Linked DNA regions of Mus musculus: region 1 is linked to region 2. A link is a contact called in public promoter capture Hi-C data. All regions are on one chromosome and are shown on one strand. The core of a region is the stretch at or near the end of the contact, and the rest is flanking DNA. Distances in the headings are between cores, read along the strand shown. Region 1 holds the start of Nek3 (NIMA (never in mitosis gene a)-related expressed kinase 3). Region 2 overlaps Atp7b (ATPase, Cu++ transporting, beta polypeptide).

Region 1 (3,446 bases), core at 615-3,114, 130 kb after region 2:
CTCTTTGGGGTCACAGTACTAATGGACTGCATGAAAAGGGTACACAGGGACCACGTCAACAGTAGGGAAGATGAGGGCGTAACGGTGAAACGCAGGGGCGTGATGACCTTGGGGAATTAACCTATCGTCAAGGACACATTTACAGGGAACAAATACGGAAGAGGCAAGATTCTGGTATGAACTGAATGACATAATGATTCTCAGATGGAAAGGTAAGGCCTTGGAGTCATATGTACAGCCTTCGTTTGATGATTGATTGATTGCATTGGAGTGTGGCTGGGTGGGGTGAAACAGAGAAGACACACTCTACGTTGGATCCACTGAGCTGGAGTTTCTTAGGATTCAAAATGGATATTTAAACACAGTCTGACTCCCATGTCTCCCCCACAAAAGCAGCATGATTTTTAATACACTTTTTCTGGCACATAAGCTATATACACAAGAAGCAATTACACAAGAGACACAGTCTCAGGAAGACCCGAGGTAGCTGCTTGCCTAACATGTTAAAGACCCTGGACTACACGGGTGGGATAGAAGTTGTGGGAGACGCCTACACTTAGAACTCATACACTTTTTTCATCACAGGAAAAATACTGGCATGAATTACTTGATTTTTTTCCGTTCACAAAGCTAAATTGTTTTTATTTATTTATTTATTTAAACCACCCACAAGCTGTAAAATGTAGAGCACAAGATGTAGTACAAACATCGAAGATCAAACCCTGCTAGGACCTGCAAAGCTTCTAGTCCGTAGCTGGGGTTGGGTAGTCAACACCTGTAAGATTAGCACTTAAGAGGCAGAGGCAAGATGATCGCCATGGGTCTCAGGCCAGCCACTGTCTCAAAAACTAGCCAAACAAATAGACTGTGCCTTCCAGTTTGCTTTCCAGTCTATCACAGAGTTACCAGGAGACTATAGCAACAAATCCTCCATATAACCAAATCCAACGCCGTGTTTCCAGGAGTGAGGCATTTGAACACACCCAGACACAAGTAACAGACCTATGACACTCAGGAGGCAGAAGTTGGTGAATCACAGCCTGTAACCACTGCTAAGTCCAAAGTCAACTAATTCACACCATGGGTTTCAGGCCAGCCAGGGCTACAAATGGGGGCTGTCCCCCCACCGCTCCCCCCCCCCCCCAACCAATAAAAACCTAGAAGAAAACAACCAAGCCCTTCACACTGGTCTTCACAGGGGTCTTAAGTGGTCTCTGGTTTCAATTGCTTTTTTCCTGTTCCTGGTGCCTGAGGACTTTTACCTATGCTATCAAAATGACTGATGAGCAACCAGGCTTTCCTTGACTGAAAAATCAAGTTAGTATTTTTAATCTCCATGTGTTCGATAGCCAGTATTACACCCATAAACACAAGCCTTATTACACTAGGTGTGGCGAAAGCTGATGGGTTCCTTCCAGTGTTTATAAACAAATACGCCTTTAATAAAGATAAACCAATTGTTTAAAAGAGCCTAAAGTGATTTGCAAGTGCCCAGAAGCGGGGTCAGTTTAGACAGAGATCCCAGGACACACACCCTGGAGACCCACCAACCTTTCCCTACCAAAACACCCACCCTCCCGAAGCTGCTCCGCTTCAGCCGCACGAGCAGTCTCCGACGCGCATGCGCGCACCGAACTCAGCGACTGGGGCGCACAGCCTACGGGCTGAGTGATGCGCCCACATTTGGCCGTCGCCCCGCAGCGGGCGAGCGCCGACCGGCGGCTTAGGGGGCGGGGGGGGGGGGGGCAAGAGGCTCCACCCGCTCCTCTCTCCACCGCGGCCGACCCGTACAGCTCCCTTCACCCACCTCCCAGCGGCGTGCGTCGCTTCTCCGCTCCTTGCGAGGCCTGGGAAGTGGGCGGGGCGTGGGCGGGGCGTGCCCCTAGCTGTGGGCAGAGGAAACTGTTGAGGTCTGGCCCTAGGCGCTGTTCTCTGAGTAGCTGAGCCCCAAAGAGCTGTTTTAAAGCTGTTTTGCCACCTTGCGGTAGGATATTGCTAACGTTTTGAACCGGTGCCCCCAGTAATTTGAGTTATTGCTCCAGATTAGGCAGACAGACAACAAACATAAATTCCACAGGGACACTGCTAGCATTTACTGTATGACTTTGGAAAAAGTGAAAAACAAAATAATGCACCACCCCAAAATAATGCATCTCATTCTGAAATGTGTATTTCTTCCCGGAAATAGCAGAAAGTTATTAAGATTCTAGTTGTACCAGGACGTGGTAGGATGTCTGTAATCCCTGCATTCGGAAAGCTGAGGCAGGAGATCCAGAATTGGACGCCAACCTAGTTTACAGAGCAAGTTCCTGGTAGGCAAGTCAGGACTGTCTCAAGTGTTAACATTTAGGGGTGCAGAATAAAGGAACAAAAGGCAGGAATGAGACCAAAATCTGGCCTCAACTGACGAGACTGTTCACCCCACCCTCCCCTTCTCCCCTTCCCTACTGATCCCAGATGGAACTAATGTTTGTAGAAGAAATTCAAATCACAGGACAGCAGACCCAGACACCCCCAAGATGTTAGGCAGAGGGTCCAATGGCCAACCAGGCTACAGTCAAATGTACAGCAGGGAAGCAGGGAACTAGACCCTGAGGGGGCGGGAGGCAGGGTAGAAAGGGACACTGGAAACCTACAAGTCAATTGCTGGAATAGGTGGTTTATCAGGCAGTGTAAGTCATTAAGTAGCATTGAGAGAGGAGAGGAGAGGAATCTATCAGGGTTCCTCAGCTGCAGCACTGTCCACATTTGGGACTCTTGATTCTTTGCTGGGGCTGTTGTGTCTCGGGGCTCTCTCTGTCCACCAACTGATGCCGGTACTCACTATGCTGTCTCCCCATCTGTTTTATTTTTGGAGATAGTTTTCATTACGAAGGCTAGACCAGCCTGGAAAGCACAGGTCTGCCACCTCTGCTGGGATTACGTGTGTGAACCACTAGCTTGACAACCAAAAATGACTTGGTTTTGGAAATCCCTGGAGGGAAGGACAGACCCAGGTTCAATTCCCAGCTCCCTGTGGCAGCTTACAACTGTCAGTTTCTCCAAGGGGCCTCACACCTTCTTCTGGCTTCTGAGGGTACTGCACTCATGTGGTGCATAGATATACATGCACATAAAAATAAATAAATCTCAATGGGTGGGAATTAAACAAAAGAAAGAAGATACCGGGGGAAAAGTGGGTGTGGTACAGACCACCTGTGGTGGAGAACAGTCCAGCCGCAACATCCAAGGATGGAGTTACGGGCGAGCATGTAGTTCATCCACAGTTCATGCTTCGCAGACAGGAAGCTTTCCATCCCTAGACCTCACCAACACTCAGTTTGAATCTGAGTTATCCCTAAAGCTTATGTTTAGAATGCCTGGTCTCCAGCTTGAGGCACTGTTCTGAAGGCTGGCAGAAGTGGATAACTACTGAGCCTGGGAAGTTATACCCAGCACGGGAAAGC
Region 2 (3,632 bases), core at 406-2,905:
CAACATTTGTGAAATTACTGGGCTCAAGTCGGCAAGATAGCTCAGCAGGTAAAGGTAAAGAGGAGCCGAGTCCCCAAGACTCACTTGGTGGAAGAAGAGAAGCAACTCCTATAAAGACATTATTCTGATACACACACACACACACACACACACACACACACACACACACTGATTAGGGTTGTGAAGGCTCCCTTCTGCTCTGACATCCTGTCATCTTGAACCTATCCGTTGTCACCCTAACAGTATCCAATGGATGTGGAGAGTGTGGATGCTTTCTGGAGGGGAGGAGAGCATGGTGCAATTTCCTGTCTCCCTGTAGAACAGTGAGAACCCTCCCCCAGCCCCGCCCCACCTGCCCTCACTGTTACTGAACCCCAAAGAAATCAGCAGCCCTTCCATCTTAAACTTCTGCTGAGTTGCAAATCCCGGACGGAACAGGCAGCGTCTTAACTCCATAGGTCTTAAAAGTCTGATTTTTCTGTAATTGTTATCAGCACTCCATCACCTTTGGGTACGTGGCTGCAAAGACTCACTCCCAGGGCCCAGAAGCAGAAAGTGCAAGTGGAGTGCGTGCCTGTGAGCAAAGCTGTGGAGGTGTGCTGAGGAGAAAAGGGTAAAATAAAAAGTAATCAATCAATCGCTATGTAAATAAATAAATAAATAAATAAATACCCTGCTTCACACAGCACATACCAAAACCTGGGTCAGTGATCCGTAATGTTCCCTCGAAGAAGACAAATGCCGACAATTCAACAGGAAAAAGAAGGTGGTTTGTCCCAGAAAAAGGAAACATAAATTATCAAAAAGGAGATGCTAGGCCAATAGCAGTGGTGTTAACCTGTCATGGCAGGGACTGGGAAACTCAAGTGGGAGGGTCACAAGTTCCATTCCAGCCTGGACAACACAACGTGACCTGACCTCAAAGGAAAAGCATGAGGGGCTGGAGAGATGGTTCGACAGTTGAGAGCACTGGCTGCTCTTTCAGGAGACCAGGGTTCGATTCTCAGTATCCACAAGGCTGGCAGTTCACAACCATCCCAACTCCAGTTCCTGAGGACCCAGTGCCCTCTACTGAAATATGTAGGTACTGTGTGCCATGTACATGGCTGCACAAGATATACAGGCAGTCAAAACACCCACGCACATAAAGTATAAATGAAAGAAAAGAATAGGTCCTTCTCTGATCTCCTTCAAGGGAATGGAAGCTCTCTGGAGGACAATCTAGCAGTACCTATTAAAATAACAAATTCACAAAGGTTTGACTCAGCAACTCAGCTCCTGAGAATTCATCCAAGAAATGTGCAGTGTGAAATGAAGTTTCTAGAGTAACGATGACATTGATTTTACAAAAGCAGAAACAATAAGAGTCTGGTAGGCTAGTTATTACATAGCCACAAAGTGGAATACTACACAGCTCTGAGCATGAATTAGGCAGCACTGCACATACTGAAGTAGACTGAAATATATTGTTCGGTGCAAAGAACAAGGTACAGGATACGTAGTGTCTCCTGTTTAGGTGTTCTATTGCTACACAACTTAATGGCTTGTACTGACAGCTCAGTTTCTCACCCTGGATGAGAGTCAGTGGGAACAGCCCATCCCTGCCATCATGTGTGGTGACCTGAACCTCACTGGGGCTGGAGAATAACAGCTCACTCTTCACATGCCTGCTAACCTGGGCCTCGCTGCCAGCTGGAAGGTCAGCTGGAGTTGGCAGACTGGTCCAGTTTGCCACATAGCTTTTCCTTATGGTTAGGTAGCGGATTCCGGTGTCACGGTGGCAATCATTCCCTGAGAACAAGTCTCAGCGTGTAAGCACTGTTAAATCCCTGGCGGTCGGTGTCAGTAACAATGCCCAACAGTTGGGCTGGGAGGGAATAAACACAGGGCTTGAATAAAACCACGCGAGGCAAGAGACCGTTAGGCAGGCGGGTTATCCTTAGGGAAAAGCCTAAGGAACCAATGTGGTGTGAAGAGGATGGGCAGCTGAGGGACCAGACTGCCCAGGAATAAAGAAGTCATTTTTACTACACAATTGCATATGAGTTACCATTCTGAACACTAATTGATTTAAAAGTTAAAACGGTATGAAGGCAACAGAGGCCTGGGATGATGGCTTGACCGGGGGTCGGCAATGATTAACACCGATTCAAAGGAAAAGAAATCAAGGGTAGAAGAAAAACTAAGAATCGACTGAAGAGCATTTGCTTGCATCTAGCATCACAGAAAATAGAAAACTGCCTCCTTGTGGCAAGACACAGCCCTTCAACCATCTAATGTTCTAGAAGAAAATTCTATAGATTTTTTTTTCCTCTACTACCCACCCTCCATGAGCTGGTTCTAGCTCTGCCTGTGATATCCCAAAGTCAGGCCTCGGCGCCAGAGCTCTCGATCTCTGTCCAGCTGATTCTACATATTCCTGGCAAAGGATTTGTGGAAGTGTTAGAGGAAATTGATCAGTGGCAGACAATACTCAGTGCTCAGCCTGTTCTAGACAGGCAGGCTTTCTGCAACAGGCACTTACGAGACAAAGCTTTTCAAAGGACAGTTACGAAACAACCATCAAGAGTCTCCTTTGCCTCTCTGTTGCAGAACTGAGTGAACCTTGGCCCTCCTGTGTGAACACTCTACCACAGAGCCACACCGCAGCGAGAACAATCTGTCAACAGTCACATGGGGTGTTTGGATCGCTTTCGGTGTGGACAAGTGGTGTGTGCATGTTCTCAGCTCCATTCTTTAGCACTGTGTTTGCAGAGAGAGTAAAAAGGAACTCTCCTGCTCGGGTTTATATTAAAAATCAACACAGCTTACACTGCAAGCTCTGAAAAAGAATCCTCGAGTTAGCAGGCTGGGGTTGAAAGTGCTGGGGAAAGGCCTGTAGGCGCCTCTGCTTCATCCCATTGCGCCTCAGGGCACCATCCTTCAGAACATCTGGGGACTTTTTCCTGCAGATCCTCCATCAGTTGAGAAGGAACGCCTGCTGGCTTCTGACAGAAGCTCCCATTTGTTCTCTGTTGTTTGAAGCAGGTGTCATTGTTGTAGCCCAGAGCAACAGCCACTCTGGGAAAGCGACAGATGCGCTACTTGGTCCAGCCTCACCTCAGAATTCTCTGGACATCAGATTCAACAGGCAGGAAGATGAAAATGATTGCCACACTCAAAGCATCTCACACAGGGCCAGGGGTACGGCTCTGCTTTGGGGGGAGCGGGGAAGGAAAAAACGGATCTCATCCAAATTATCCCAGGTATCCAGACAGACAGGTGTTACTCTCTTAATGGTCCCAATGTGGGAGAACTGATGTCTCTATGTTGAGCCACTCAAGCATACAGGAATATACGCCTATGCATTAGCACATACGGTTTGAGGTTTATCTTTAAGTGTTCTAATGTTTTTAATTATATATTTTGAAACTTAAAAATTTTAATTTAAAAAATAAATGTTATGTTTGTGTGTGTATGTGGCTTGTGTGTGTGCGTTTGTGACGTGTGTGTGTGTGTGTGTGTGTGTGGCTTGTGTGTGTGCGTTTGTGACGTGTGTGTGTGTGTGTGTGGTGTTTTGTGTGTACATGCTTCCCTATGCATGTGCATGAAGAGGTCACTGAACTTCAAGGGTCTCTATTGCTCTTGTCCTT

The links. Promoter capture Hi-C pulls out the DNA fragments that hold promoters and counts their contacts.
Region 1: a contact with region 2 is called in a promoter capture Hi-C map of liver, with 2.5 times the contacts expected there. The contact joins the promoter of Nek3 here to the enhancer-like site in region 2. A contact is called at or near these places in 4 of 39 promoter capture datasets (the 3T3-L1 cell line and liver), 1 of 484 Hi-C or Micro-C datasets (nephron progenitors), 1 of 115 datasets of contacts at active chromatin or transcription factors (pancreatic cancer cells) and 3 of 9 other capture datasets (adipose tissue, liver and pancreatic islet).

What each region holds. Positions count from the first base shown.
Region 1 is chr8:22,164,571-22,168,016 of GRCm38.p6, forward strand. Nek3 (NIMA (never in mitosis gene a)-related expressed kinase 3) reads right to left here and starts at 1,865. Exons shown (of 16, transcript NM_011848.4): 1 at 1,808-1,865.
Region 2 is chr8:22,034,621-22,038,252 of GRCm38.p6, forward strand. The region is part of intron 1 of Atp7b (ATPase, Cu++ transporting, beta polypeptide); the gene reads right to left. Among named protein-coding and RNA genes, the nearest start is that of Atp7b, 24 kb to the right of the region's middle. Within about 2 kb of position 1,656, at least 3 of the 459 cell types and tissues checked have an H3K27ac peak or open chromatin away from gene starts, as enhancers often do. A contact at or near this core is called in liver, where this site is marked.